Regions from separate parts of the Mus musculus genome. Here region 2 is linked to region 1. A link is a contact called in public HiChIP or PLAC-seq data. All regions are on one chromosome and are shown on one strand. The core of a region is the stretch at or near the end of the contact, and the rest is flanking DNA. Distances in the headings are between cores, read along the strand shown.

Region 1 (7,190 bases), core at 3,077-5,576:
ACTTAAGAAGATAACCCGGACGATTTAGAAAACCTTACACAGTTAGGAATAATTAAAGAAACTGCACAAGGTTTCATGTTTGTAACGTGAGAAATACATCTCCTTCTGGCAAGTGCAGGAGGGGAAGGGTTAAACTATCACTCCTCTCTGGCAATTTCTTATCACTTGTGTAGGATTGCTAAATGTCAAAAAAGTGTTTATTTTATTTATTTATTTATTTTTTTTGCTAACAGTATAAAACCGAGCATACTGTGAGACATAAGGTAGCAGGTGTCTTGGCTCTAAACTATCAAGTCTGTGGGCATTCTGTTGTAACAGGTGCTCCAAAAAATTCGAACAGATTTTAACCAGCGCTGTACGGGCTTTTTAATTAGCCTGGTTATTCAGTATGTGTAAAAAAGCATTAGGTAGATGCTTAAAACATCATAGGATCTAAACACAAATGCTGCACACAGTCACTCTCTCTTTCTTTCTGGCTCCGTTTTGCTTTCTGCTCTTACATTTGATGTATGTATTTCCTTTGTCAGAGAACTTCCCCCACTGAGGCAGGAACGTGACAAAAAACTATCACTATTGTTAGTAACCACCAAGGAGATCTGGAAAGATGTCTTGTGATCACATAGATACCATACAGCTCCGAATTAGCTCAAGCTAGTTATGTATAAGGAGACAGGCTAATCCTCTTCAAAATAGTGTCATTATACAGTTATATGCCTCATAAGTTGATCGTTGCCAGAAAGACTTTACTCTCAATTTCTACAGCATGTAATAGGATTTTATTTGGGATTGAGGTTTAGAATTGGGGGAGGGGTATAAATATCTATGACATTCATCATGCCTTCTCCTTCTATTTTTACATGCTAATGTCATATTTAATCCTTATAACCTAACTTCACAACATTCATTGATCTATAAATATTTACTGAAATCTATTATGCAGGGAGAGAGAGTGAGAGTGGGGGGAGGGATGACATAGAGAATAAAGCAGGGTTTCTAAGCATCATGGGCCTATAACCCCACTACTTAACTATTTAGGAGGTAGAGACTGGAGGATCTGGAGTTCAAGGCTGACCTGAACTACATAGCATGTTTGTGGTCAACCTGATTTTCATGAGGATGTCTCAAAAAAAAACCCAAACCAAACTAACTAAACAAAACTATGCGCACACATTACAGAGTAGAATATTTTTCAGAACTTCATAGCATTGTGAGCACAGCATACCATGGGACTTGAAAGCACGGGGCAAATGACATTTGAGGAAATGGAACCAAGTTTCTCAGAAACATGTGACATTTAATTTTGGTCTAGAAAGAGTAGACTCTTGAGGCCATCCCCAGCAGACTATATATATGAATATGCAGACAATGACAAAGAAGAGATCATGAATTTGGAGAGCACAGAAGGTTTGGGGGAAGGGAAGTAAGGGGCAGGAATGATGTAGAGGCATCATGTATGTATGAACTCATTTTTAAAAACTACCATAAACGAAGGATGATAGAACAGGGGGAAAAATAGAAGAAAGCATTGCATCTTCTGAAGCTGAGACTACAGATGGTTGTGAGCCACCTCGTGGGCTCTGGGGACTGAGTTTGGGTCTCTGCAAGAGCAGCGAGTGCTCTTAAATGCTGAGGCACCTCTTTAGCTCATACGTTTGTTTTGAGATGAGCGAATGGGACAGTACCAGCCGCTGGTGTTCGACACTGCACCATGCTTGATGCCGTGGGCTTTGCCCACTTCACAACAATTTGAGCTCAGACATATGCAGTACCAAGAGTGGCATTTACCATAGCATGCACGACATCTTTGATTCTAAACCCAAGCAGGATCTTGTTGGATCCGACCTTTAAGTATAATTCTCACAGGGGGCAAAAACTGAATAAAGTCCAAGCCATTGTTTTTGGTTTTGAATACAAGCATACATGTAGTGTATACATAGATATGTTGCATACATCTGTGTGTACTTTTTTTTTTTAATTTGAGAGTAATTGAGGGATTCATTTTATTTTAAAGGATGAATAGAGGAAAAAGTTGAAAAAGCCATTTAAGGGGTAAAAATTAATGGGATTGGAAAACATCGATCTAAGTCGAATCCCCCCATTTCTCCCTCTGCACTGCACTCTGGTTTTATAGGTGAGCTTATTTATGCACGCATTAACTCCCTCAGCTATAAGCAAATCCAAATGGCTTGGAGAGTAGCAACAAGACCGGAAGTCGTGCTGGCATTGAGCTTTGAGCAGGAACGCATCCTTCAGGCTGCTGTACCCCACCCCCACCCCACCCTGAGCTGTCCAGGCAGAATCTTCTGGAACAGCACCTACCGGCGTCTTAATCCCTCACAATTATGGATTTATGTGTGAATCTTGGCAGCCTCAGAAAGAAGAGGGCTCAGAAGGAAGGAGAACTGTTTATCTTTTAAATGGTTTGACTGTTGGTTTACCTGGTTTCACAAGGAGACATGTGACACAGACTTGATTGCCGGCTCTCAGCCATCTCCTCTCATACTAGAAGTGGCCTGGAGTCTGGAAGCCAAGTCATGCACTCAACATATGTTTTGAAAACTGACTGACAGAAATGACGCATGTACGTGTGGCTTCGGGAACCGAACCCGGAGCCATGCACTCTGTCACAGAGCTAGCCTCTCAATTTTTCTATACATGAAGCAGTGAAATATTTCCCCAGGGCCTGGCACAGCCAGGCACAGCAGACAGGAGTTCTCATTTCTCTTGTAGAGGATCCAGTTTGGTTCCTATCACTCATATGGCACGAAACCAATCTTTGGCTTGAGTTCCAGGGTGCTGACGCCCTCTTTTGGCCTCTTAGGGCACCAGGCATGCATGCATGTGATGCACACACATACATGCAGACAAGACACTAAGGAACATAAAATTAAAATTAATAAATGAATAAACAAATAAATCTTTATGGAGCTAGAGAGGTGGCTTACTGGTCATGAGCCCTGGCTGCACTTCCAGAGGTCCTGGGTTCAATTCCCAGCGTCCACATGACCTCTCACAACGACCTGTAACTTCAGTTCCAGGGGATCCGATGCCCTCTCTGGCCCCCTTGAGTAGCAGACAGGATCGTGGTGCACAGATATCATGTAGGCAAAACATTTGTACACATAAAATAAAAATCAATAAACCTTAAAAAATATTTTTGCCTTGCCGGATTCTGTGCATCACACTGATAAATGTATTAACTTTGGGGGGGGGGTATCTTTAAAAAGTTTCTTTATAGTAAAAGCTTGTATAAAGACATGTTATTCTTTCAACCACTGTAGCTATAAAATGGTACAATACACGCAACAGTCCATTCTTTCTCCTTGGATGGTTTGTCTGGGAGACGATCACTACTTATTATTTTTTTAAACCGAGAGTTGACTGATTATATCCTTTGCAACACCAAGCTGGTCCTCTTTTTCTTCATGATTTCTAGAAATCTCTAATAGGAAGTTGCAATGTCTATTCTAAATGGATATGAATGATTTTAAAATTGAAAACTTAAACATAAAATTTTATTTTTAATCTTCTAGAAGGATAAGTTGACTTTCATGAAAAATTATTGCTTAATATAATTCATTACACTTAATCACACACGATTTAATATCTCATATTATGAACCGGAAGAAGGTTATGTTCAGAGACTAGCAAGGTACCTTGCCACTTAGGACTTCAACATGTTTATCTACATGTTGATTCATTTTTTTATGTTTAGAATTTCTTTGAATAAGCACTCAGAAATGCAAGATTTCAATTCTTGTCTGGCGTTCAAAGGCCAAGAAGATTTTTACTGGTCTAAGTGCAGGAAGCTGTTGGCTACCTTCCTTCTATTCCAGAGGAAACTAGACCTGCAGTACTGAGAAGCCACCACAAGAGGGGGCATGTCTCCTGGAAATGTGAGGATTTCGACTGGTTTTCAGACTAAGGCTGCCGGCATTTTGGAGGTGTTCTCCTAGGTCAGCAATGAACACTGTATGTGTAAAGAGAGGGCAATGATTATGCGTCAGTCATTGTTTACCTCGGAGAAAAACCAGCACTTTGCTGCTTGGCATTTTGCAGTCAGGCTGAGAACAGGCCAGCCAGGATGAAGGGAGACCACAGCATCACTCAGCCCATCTTTGCTGGCTCGATTGCAAATGTGGTAGCCAGAGAAAACCAAAACATCAAAAATGACTAAGAGGGGGATTAGAGGTGCATCTCTTCTATGTTTGAAAATGTCAGAATGAGGCTTCATTTGCATGTCGAATAGCATATTCCTGTTTGAACCCTGTCTGCCTCGCTGAAGATACCACGCAGGCTGGCAAGGTGCCCCTTTGCAAAGGGCTTGCACAGTCCCTACATTAGGCAGGAAACCAACCACTTTGCTTTGGTGTCAGCACAGCTGTTAGCGCCTTCACCTCAACATCTGGCAGCGGTTGGCTAACAGGAGGCTTGTCTTTTGTTGGGACAAACTGCTCCTTAGCTTGAGTGATAGTACTGGAAAATCCATGCAGGACAAATGGAATCTGAGGCTGGCCTTTATAATTCTCAGATGGTAAAGAAACACCACAACTGCTCAGTTGCTGAATGAGAATCCAAAGTGTTCGTAGAGAAATTGGCTCTGTAACAACCACACGCGATGTCATAGCGCTTGCAAGAGGAGGCAGAAGGATTAGGAATTCAAGGTCATTCAACTATGTAGCAGTTTCAAGAGAAGCCTAGGCAAGCCTCTGTCTCAAAAATAAAATAAAATATATTTGCTCAATTAGAGAAACAGAAACACATTGTTCTGTGTGTGCTGAAAGTGGGTTCTAGCTTATTCTTGTGGATAGGCACGACGCGAATGCTTTGTCCAGGCCGTCAGAGCAAGCTGCCCTGTCTCATGCTGAAAGAGGCCATTTGTCAACAACACAGTGCCTGAGCCAGATGAACACCCTCGGTGACCATGTGTCTCATCATGTTATGATTTTTTCAAGAAGAAAATAGCCAGAAAATAACAACAACAACAACAAATACCAACCCTTCTCCAGATCAAAAGAACAGAATTAGGAAATTTAGGGACTTGAGTGGAATTTTGGTAAGAGACACAGTTCACGTCCGTGGGAACCGCCAACTATATTTTCCCATTTCACTATTATAATGAACATTTTCAGGTGATTGATAACACAGGAATCTCATTTATGCTTCGGGCTATTTTGAGTGTTTTTTTTTAAATTAGTTAATTAATTAATTAGCTAATTTTGTGCATGCTCGCATGCCCTGGCATGCCTGTGGAAGTCAGAGAACAAACATATTTTTAACCAATTCTCTCCTAACACCTTGTGAGTCCTGGGAATCAGAAAGGGGCTGTCAAGTTTGGCGCAGTTGCCTTTACATGCGGAGCCATCTCACAAGCCCAATTTTGAGTCCTTACACTATAGGGCTGAGTTATACTCAGAGAGTGAGCTGCATGTCATGTGGATTCTGTAAAACCACATGTGGAGAAGACACTTCAACAAACTAGTCTCTGCTCTTCCCTCGATTTTTTTTTCTTTTTTTCTCTTCTCTCTCTCTCTTTTTTTTTTCTCAGAATGTCTCACACAACAGCCAAATATACCTCTGCAAAAACAGAATATAAGTGCTAGTTCTGTGAACTCTCTCCTCTTCTCATGCGGCTCCTCCCTCTTTTATTACATTTAATTATTTTTTTTGAAAGAGTGTTACTTTGTAACCAATCTGGCCTTGACTCTCCAGTGCTGGGATTACAGGCATTATATACAACTGTGCTATTAAAAATGATGAACTAAAGGGGCTGACTCCTAGAGCATTATAGTTACATATATGTGAGGCACATGAGGTATGTATACAAAGCTCAGGGAGCAGGTACCGAGAGGCAGGTGGGAGGAGCTGAGTGATAGATGGGAGGGGCCAAGAGGTAAGTGGGAGGAGCCACTCTCCATAGACTGTTGTTTTTCCAGTACTAGGTCCTTAAACTAAAAGCCAAGACTCTCCCCAGCCCCCCCATTCACTTCAAGGGAAAGGAAAGTGATGAGGGTTGGAAGTGCCTTGACATCTTAGGGCACAGAAACGGTGGAAGGGCAGAGACACAACCTTCGAACAGCCCATAGACCTTAATTTACTCTTGTCTTGGATTGTTTTGACCACATTCTGACAGTGTTGCTATTCTGTTAGCATAGTGAGCCAGTGCCTCTGTGGGAGAGCGCCCCCTGGGGCCAGAGGTGCGGAAGGACAGCAGGACCCACAGGTGTTTTCTGTTACTGTCATTCACCTTCTATCACCAAAGCTCTAAGGAGAACTGCCATGGGCACTGACCACAGAAAGGGGAAGAGGACATCTGGTTGCTGTGTTTCCTTTTTCTTATCTTGCTCCATCTTTTCAAAGTGACCTTTATTCTACTGATCTAGACACGGAGTCTTGTCTTGTGCTTACATATTTGTAAGTATAGTTCTCTATTCATAAGCCTTGGTTTGGGGAATTTCTGTATTAGCAGGTTGTGTTTTATAAGAGTGTGAGCTGCCTGACCATGAACCCCAGAAGGTTTTTAAAAAAGTATTATTTATTTAATGTGTATATCTGTGTGCCTGAATGCATGTGTGTCCACAGAGGCCAGAGGAGGGCATTGGATCCCCAGGAACTGAAGTTACAGACAATTGTAAGCCTCCATGTGGTTGCTGGGAATTGAACTCAGGTCTTCTGGAAGACCAGCCAGTGCTCTCAACAGCTGAGCCATCTCTCCAGTCTGAAACCCCTGAGGTTTAGAAAGTCTTGGGTCCTGGTGATGAAGCTGGTAAGCTGCCTAAATTTCCGACAAGGACTTTAAAGAAAAAGAAGGTGTATTCAGAAGTCACTGTGCCTAGCGATAAGATGTAAATCTTGTCATCTAGATGTAAGGCGAGGAGTGGAAGCAGGGTCCACACAACTTCGTGTTTTGTTTGCTTATTTTGTGGCGATTCTCTGATGCTTTGTAAGAATATAGACGCTCTAGATAGAAATGCAGTGTAGACTTAGATACCGTCTTATCTCTAAGTGAATCACACAGCTTGAAAGGGAGTTATGTTCTGCACTAGAGCCCTCTGTAATGGAGCTTTTATTGGGAACACTAGGTTTTATCCTCAAGGTTCAGGCCCAGATTCATCCCGCTGATACTGGGTTCAGCACTCCAGGAGGGACGCTAAAATCAGAATATTCTGTGTTAGAAAGCTCCATTGCCT
Region 2 (7,190 bases), core at 1,580-4,079, 140 kb before region 1:
GAGAAGTTGGTACCAGAACTGTGACAAACTTTACCATGTTGTTTTTGGAAGAACTGTGGTAGCATTTGGAACTCTGAGCTGCAAAATGAGTGCTCAAAGCTTATAAGGAACTCAAATTCCATGCATGTGCACACACCAGGGCTGGGAGGGAGGGAAGAGGGTGCATTTTCCACATAAATTAGTTTATTTATAAATATTTTCAAGTTTAAAAGTTGTTTAAAAAATTAGAAACAATATGTGACGGTTTTTTAGTTCTCTAAGCACTGTCCATTAACATCCTCTTTTATCATTTTTCAAATTCTTAAGATCATAGCTTACGGTATTTCTCCCTCTGAGCTTAATCCCAGGATTCAGGAAACAAATTGTCATCATCTGATGCTGAGACTAACCCTCTCCCCTACCCCCTACCACCTGCATTTTCCTAAAAGACCAATTGACAATGCTTGTGATGCTTTAAAAGCCAGACTTTGATTCTTGCTCCTGGAAGGACTGACAACATACTTCTAAAGACCAGAATACTGTGGAAGTAAAGGTGCGTGACACTCATGACTAGGCCACAGAAAGCATCTTGCTCTTTACTCTTGGATCTCTTACTTTGAGGAGAGTTAGCTGCCAGGCTATGAGTAGACACCCATATGGCAAAGCCTCCTGCCAAAAGCTATGTGAGTGAGCCATCTTGGAAGTGCATCCCCCAACCAGTGAAGCCTTCAGTCTATAATCCTTCAGTCTATAATCCTTGACTACTTTTGATTTCAGCAACATGAGAGGTTGTGAGCCACAACCACCCAGCTAAGTCACTCCTGAATTTCTGACACATAGAAATTGAGAAAATAATTTTTTTGTTCTATGATGTTAAGTTTCTGAGTAAGTTTCGAGTAACTAGTTATATGACAGTGTAAAACATATGTAACTACTGTGGTGAGCAAGATGTGAAACTCAGTTATTAGAGTTAAACTATAGGCACATTCTTTCAACTCTGAAAAAGAATACTGAGTGTCATCTGATGATAAGACTTGATGTCTTGACCTCTTTATGTTTTCTTTTTAGAATGTCCTGCATACTTTCTGTACAAGAACAGCACAAACACAAGCGGAACTCTAAATATTATTGATTGGTTGAGTGACTACAGTACTGGAGACTGAAGCCAGGATGCATACATACTAGGCAAGCACCCAGCCACAAAGCTACACCCCAACCCAAGTTGATGTTTCTTAAAGTCAAATTTTCTAAAATGGTCCCCCTGCCCCAACTACCTCTCATTCCTTTGCTTCGTGTTTCATTTCTCTAGGTAGCCACACAAGTGCAATTTGCCAAAGTGTCCAACAGCCTTTCCTCTCTGGCATATTCTAACAGGAATAGTCTAAAGAAAACTAATCTTCAAGCTACTCATCAAACTTAAGGACAAAAGAACTGTAGGTGGGTAGTAGTAAATCCTTCTTTTACTGGTTAAAGGCGTTCTTGCTAACTTACTAATTCATAGGGAAACAAAGACAACTTATTAGGAATATAACTTCTAGAAATTGTTTTATTTAATTGTTTTCTTTAAATATTATCAACACATTAAAGTAAACCTTAAAGTTTATCTATATCCTACCCATTCCTCCATGCCTTCCTACTTTCATCCTGCAGATTTTACAAAATAGGAACTAAGTGTGGACTTCTTCATTTTGAAAAAATCAAAACACCTAATATAACCAAATATTTCAAAGTTCCATTCTTAGGTCACAGTTTCTCATCTGTATTAGCTAAGAGTGAATTTATTTATAACATATTCAGTACAGATCAATACATAGCAAATTCACAAGTAGATCAAAGACTCCAAATTTAAAACCCAAAACACTATAACTGCTAGAAGACAGCATGGGCACACATAGACCTCTAGGACATAGGTATAGGAAAGAACTTTCTGAATGGGACTCCATTTGCCTAGAAATTAAGACCAATAATTGACGACTAGACCTCACAAAACTAAGCAAGGAAGAAGCCATCCACAGATAGGAGAGAATCTGCTAGTATCCATCTGACAGAGGACTAACATACAGAGTATACAAAGAACTAACAGAACAAAGAGTCAAGCAAACAAATGACACGACTGAAAAATATGCTAGAGCTCTAAACATTTCTCAGTAGAAAAAATAAAGCTGGCTGAGACATACCTCAAAAATTTTTTATCATACTTGGTGATTAGGGAAATGCAAATTAAAACTACTTTGAGATTTCATCTTACCTGTTATAATGACTAAGATTAACGAAACAGCTGATAACAAATTCTGGTGAAGCTGTAGAGAAGAGGAACCCTCATTCACTGTCGGTAGGGATGTAAATTGTTAGAGTCATTCTGGAAGCCAGTTTGGGAAGTCCTTAAAGAACTAAAAATGAATCTTCCACATGATCTGGTCTAACTCTTTGGCATATGCCAAAAGGACTTGACATTCCCCTTCACAGGCACTTGCTCAGCAGTGTTCAGAGCAGTCCTAGTCACAATAGCCAGGAAATGGCAACGACCTCAATGGCCTTCAACAAAACAATGGATAATGAGAAGTGGCACACATACACAATGGCATACTCTTCAGCTCTAAGAAAGGAACTCAGGATTTTCAGATAAATGGGTAGCAAAAGATTATACTGAGTGAGACAACTCAGACCCAGAAAGACAAATACTCCATGCTCTCTCTCTCATCTGTGGTTCCTAGCATCAAGTCCTCAGAAAGGAGTAGAAAACATGGAGTAACTACAGAAACCAAAAGAACCAAGGAACCACAGTGTGGGGGAGGTAAAGGGGTAGCAGGATACAGATGATGTGAAACAGGAAGAGGAGGCACAGGGAGCGGGTTACACCTCCAACTGGGTGGGAGGGAGGTGGTTAGTACAGAGGGAGGAGGAACAAGGACACATAACACCAAGATTGTTTGAGAAAGCATCAAGGAATTGTATTATTTTATATTTACCTAAGGTTATACATGGTTCATAAGTATATGTGCACGCACATAATATACATATTTATTGGAGGAAGCCAAGCCATTTGTGATTAGCTCAAGAACTACAGTCTAACAAAAAACCAAGAGCCAGGTATAAGAAACCCTCCTTTTGATAGGCTGGTAAAGATCTGAAAGTCTCCTTCCTGTGGTTCCAGAATACACTATGAAAGATGTTACAAAAGAGATGTAATTAAACAGCTGTAATACGTATGAACCATGACAATAACCATCCTGACAAGACACACAGAAAGGCGCAATAAGTGGCACCCCCATGTCAGTGGCAGTCAACAGTTGTCTAACAATCTTCTGACACAGAAATCGAGAAAATAATTTTTGTTTTTTATGCTGTTAATTTTTGAGTAACTTTAGAGAAACTAGTTACATGACAGTGTAAAGCATATGTAACTACTGTGGTGAATGGAACACTCTCAAGGCCCACACAACAGGAGGGAAATCATGCCTGGTATTAGAAATCTATCTAGCTTCTGGGCTAGTGAGGTCTTGGGTCTTAGAAAATAATCTAGTGTTGCTACCTTCTTAGACCAGAGAAATCCTTACTACAGTCTAAATCTATATTCAAGTGTAGCTAGCACCCCAAATCCAAGAAGCTTCTCTTTACAGCAAATGGAAATCAACACAGAAAACCACACTGGACACAGTGCAGAGATTAACAGATGGTGGGGAGCCCAGTGCCAAAGGATACAGCTACATCACTCTTCCTTCATCTATAGGAAGCATAATGGAAGAGAGAAGAAAATTTTGAGAACCAGAATAACAGGAGGTCGGTGAGAAAACTTTAAGAGCCAGAATACCAAGAATTCAGGTGTGAAGCATCTCTCCTAGAAATGGCTGCATAAACAAGGCCAGAACAATGGCAGTATCAATGGACATTAACTTGGGAGGGAAATCTCTTGGGGTCCCACCCCTAGACAAAGAACACATAGTGACTATTGAGAGAGGGATCATTAGTCTCTCTCAGTGATAAGCACCCTTATTGGTTGTCCAAAACCAAATGGTCAACCCTGAAACCACATATATACAAACAGCAAAATGTACTAAAAAAGTAGACACACACACACACACACACACACACACACACACACACACACACACACACATACACACACTGTAATAATAATCAAGAAAAAAGAGGTTATCGACTTGAGAAAGGGGAGCCTGTGAGGGGCTCTGGGGAGGGTAGTTGGAAAGGGCTGGAGGGAGAAACAGGAGGAGGGAAAGGGATAAAGTCATTTTAATTAAAAACATTTTAAAAAGAAAAATAAGTATGAATGTAAAAAGAATAGATTTCTTGTCTAAACATTCAGTTTCTGCTAGCCCTGTGGATTGAAGATAACATAAAAGAAAAAGAAAAATTTAAAACGTAGTTTAATTTATTTCTATTAAATGCTTACAACATAAGAAATGAAATTCATGAGCTATTCAAAGAATTAAAATATGACTTTCACATAAATCTCACTAGTGTCACTGACAAGGATAATGATGATACGTCACTGAATTTATAATTATTCCTTACCCAGAGATTATTTCTTTAGACCTTGTTCCATGGTCTGTCCACAAATACAGTACAATTGGTGCAGCATTATTAATTCTTTGGAAATAAGCTAGCCAAGCAAAGAAAGTTGAAGGAAAAAATAGAAAACAATTTAAATCTAGGATTATTTTTCTATAGTACTATTTAACTCAGTTTAGAGTTTTCTTACTTTTTTAAAACCTATACTTCATTAAGTACTTATGATACGAGGGGGATGGGAAACTAGTAGGAAGCCTGGAGAGATGGCCCATCAGAGCTCTTATGTGTCACTGTGAGGACTGGAGTTCTGGTCTTAGTACTCAATAGCAAGCAGAGTGCCTGTATCTATCTATAACTCCAACACTAAGGGTGGTGGAGACAGGATGGCTAGGACTTGTTGACTTTCAACCTAGCAGAAAATGTGCATCCCAGATCCAGCGAACACTCCACTTCTGGGGCTGGGGGGGAGGGGGATGGTTCAATAGTTAAATTCATTTGTTGCTCTTTCAGAGGACCCAAGTTTGATTCCCAGCACCTACACAGTAGTTCTGACTTCCATGGGCAGCAGGCACACATGTGGTGCATATGAAGGCATGCAGGCAAAACACTCACAAGCATAAAACTCACAAATAAACTTTGAAAAGACCAAGCCTCAAATGAATTAGGTAGAGAGTGATAGTGGAGGACACTTGGTACTCTCTCCTAGTTCTGTGAGCAAGTAGCAGGCACATATACCCATACATACAAAGAGCATACTAACATACAGACACACACCAACAAATAAATCTTTAAAAAACACTAGGAAAGACGAAGCTTAAGGGTTATTTTAAATATAAGTCATGCTATTTAGGAGGATATATCATGTTTGCAGATAGAGAACTGTATTTAGAATTCTAGTGGTGGGGGCTGGAGGAAGATGGCTTAGTAGTAAATTGTGTATACCGTTCTTGCAGAGGACCTGAGTTTGGTCCCTAGCACCTTCTCTACATAGCTCACAAGCAACTGTGACCCCAGTTCAAGGTGATTTACTGCATTTGGCCTCCATGAGCATCTGCTTACATGTGCACATATCCACATATAGGCACATAGATATACATAATTAAAAATAACATGATAGAGGCTAGAGAACGATTAAGTGGTAAAGAGCACTTACTGCTTTTATACGGAACCTGGGTTTAATTCCCAACACCCACATGGTGGCTCACGACTATTTGTAATTAGTTCTAGGAGATCTGATACACCTTCTGACCTCTGAAGGCATTGCACGCATATGGTGCACACATAAAATTAATTAAAAAAAAACTCTTTAAAAAAATTTCAGTGATGAGTCATTGCCTCAGGAAGAAAAAAATGAAATATATTGTATATCAGCATTTAAATGCTACTTTCTGAAGAATCAATGTTAGAGGTGAAAAAATATATTCTCTGCCTTCTTCCCATGTTCTACCCATTCAAATTGCGTGAGCATATAAACTAAATAATCTATTACTCTGTGAAGTCTGATGGCTTAAAAGTGAGACTGACAGCACTTCCTACCTTTGATTGCTTATCTCTCAGTGTTCCTAGTTTCACTTTATCATGTGGTTCATCAAGGGTCAAATTATTCTTCCTTCTGTCACTGTCTTCAAGCAAAGGTACATAGCCATAACTGTTATCTGCAAGACAAAACACTTGTACATCAGTAGAAAGCCTTGGAAAAATAATTATAATAAAAATGAAGACAGACATGGTGGCCCAAGCCTTTGATCCCAGCACTCTGGGAAGCAGAGAGAGGCAGATCTCTGTGAGTTTGAGCCCAGCCTGGCCTACATAGTAAGTTCCAGGACAGCCAGGGCAACGTGGTGAGACCTTGTCTCAAACAAAACAAAACAAAACAAAACAACAACAACAAAACAACCAACCAACCAACCAAACAAACAAAAACACAATCTCAGTAATTTCAAAGAATATATTGTAAGTTCTAGTTTTATAATAATTTTTATAATATTTACCGTGGCAAGTTGCCTACTTATTGAGTTCTTCTTACCACTAAACACTTATTTTCCCATTAATTTTTTGTTTGTTTGTTTTGTTTTTTTCAACGCAGGGTTTCTCTGTTATAGCCCTGGCTGTCCTGGAACTCACTTTGTAGACCAGGCTGGCCTTGAACTCAGAATTAGCAACCCAGGATTCCAGCCTACAAAATATTTGAATATCCACTTCCTCATTTCCTACAAGTTTCAATTAAACAAGCATAATGTATAGCTGTACTATGATTCTTGCTTGTACTATGATTCTTATCTCAAGATAAAAAAGAAATACTTAGATTTTATCTTTTCTCTAAAGTTAGCAGAAATATATAAAAAGAAAAGAAACGAGTACCTCGACTAGAATCCACGAGAAGTAGCTGTGATTTCAGCCTGTCAATTAGGTTTTGTTGAAATGACAGCTGTTCCTGTTGCTCGCGTATTCTTTGTTCATAGTTCTCAGTCTGCTGACAAAAAAAACCAAACCCAGTTAGCCTAATACTCAATGACAGATGCATTGACTTCTATTAATAAGCACAGAAGCTTCCTATCCCAGCCAGGTAACTGAAAAATCTATTCACGAGTTACTGACTCCATTATAGTTAGTATCAGTGACTTAAAACAATTAGAGCAATAGACAACTTTAAAAAAAATGTCTTATTTAAAGAAATTCCA

The links. HiChIP or PLAC-seq counts read pairs in DNA pulled down with a chosen protein or histone mark.
Region 2: a contact with region 1 is called in an H3K27ac HiChIP or PLAC-seq map of regulatory T cells, with 2.8 times the contacts expected there. The contact joins two enhancer-like sites. A contact is called at or near these places in 6 of 39 promoter capture datasets (the 3T3-L1 cell line, embryonic stem cells, hippocampal neurons and 2 more), 2 of 15 datasets of contacts at CTCF or cohesin (the G1E-ER4 cell line and the NIH/3T3 cell line), 2 of 484 Hi-C or Micro-C datasets (CD8 T cells and the G1E-ER4 cell line), 1 of 115 datasets of contacts at active chromatin or transcription factors (regulatory T cells) and 2 of 9 other capture datasets (adipose tissue and liver).

The regions. Positions count from the first base shown.
Region 1 is chr2:61,491,252-61,498,441 of GRCm38.p6, reverse strand. No RefSeq gene overlaps it. Among named protein-coding and RNA genes, the nearest start is that of Gm33841, 39 kb to the left of the region's middle. Within about 2 kb of position 4,326, at least 44 of the 459 cell types and tissues checked have an H3K27ac peak or open chromatin away from gene starts, as enhancers often do. A contact at or near this core is called in regulatory T cells, where this site is marked.
Region 2 is chr2:61,626,695-61,633,884 of GRCm38.p6, reverse strand. Tank (TRAF family member-associated Nf-kappa B activator) reads right to left here. Exons shown (of 8, transcript NM_001164072.1): 3 at 6,871-6,979; 4 at 6,046-6,164. Among named protein-coding and RNA genes, the nearest start is that of Tank, 37 kb to the right of the region's middle. Within about 2 kb of position 2,829, at least 14 of the 459 cell types and tissues checked have an H3K27ac peak or open chromatin away from gene starts, as enhancers often do. A contact at or near this core is called in regulatory T cells, where this site is marked.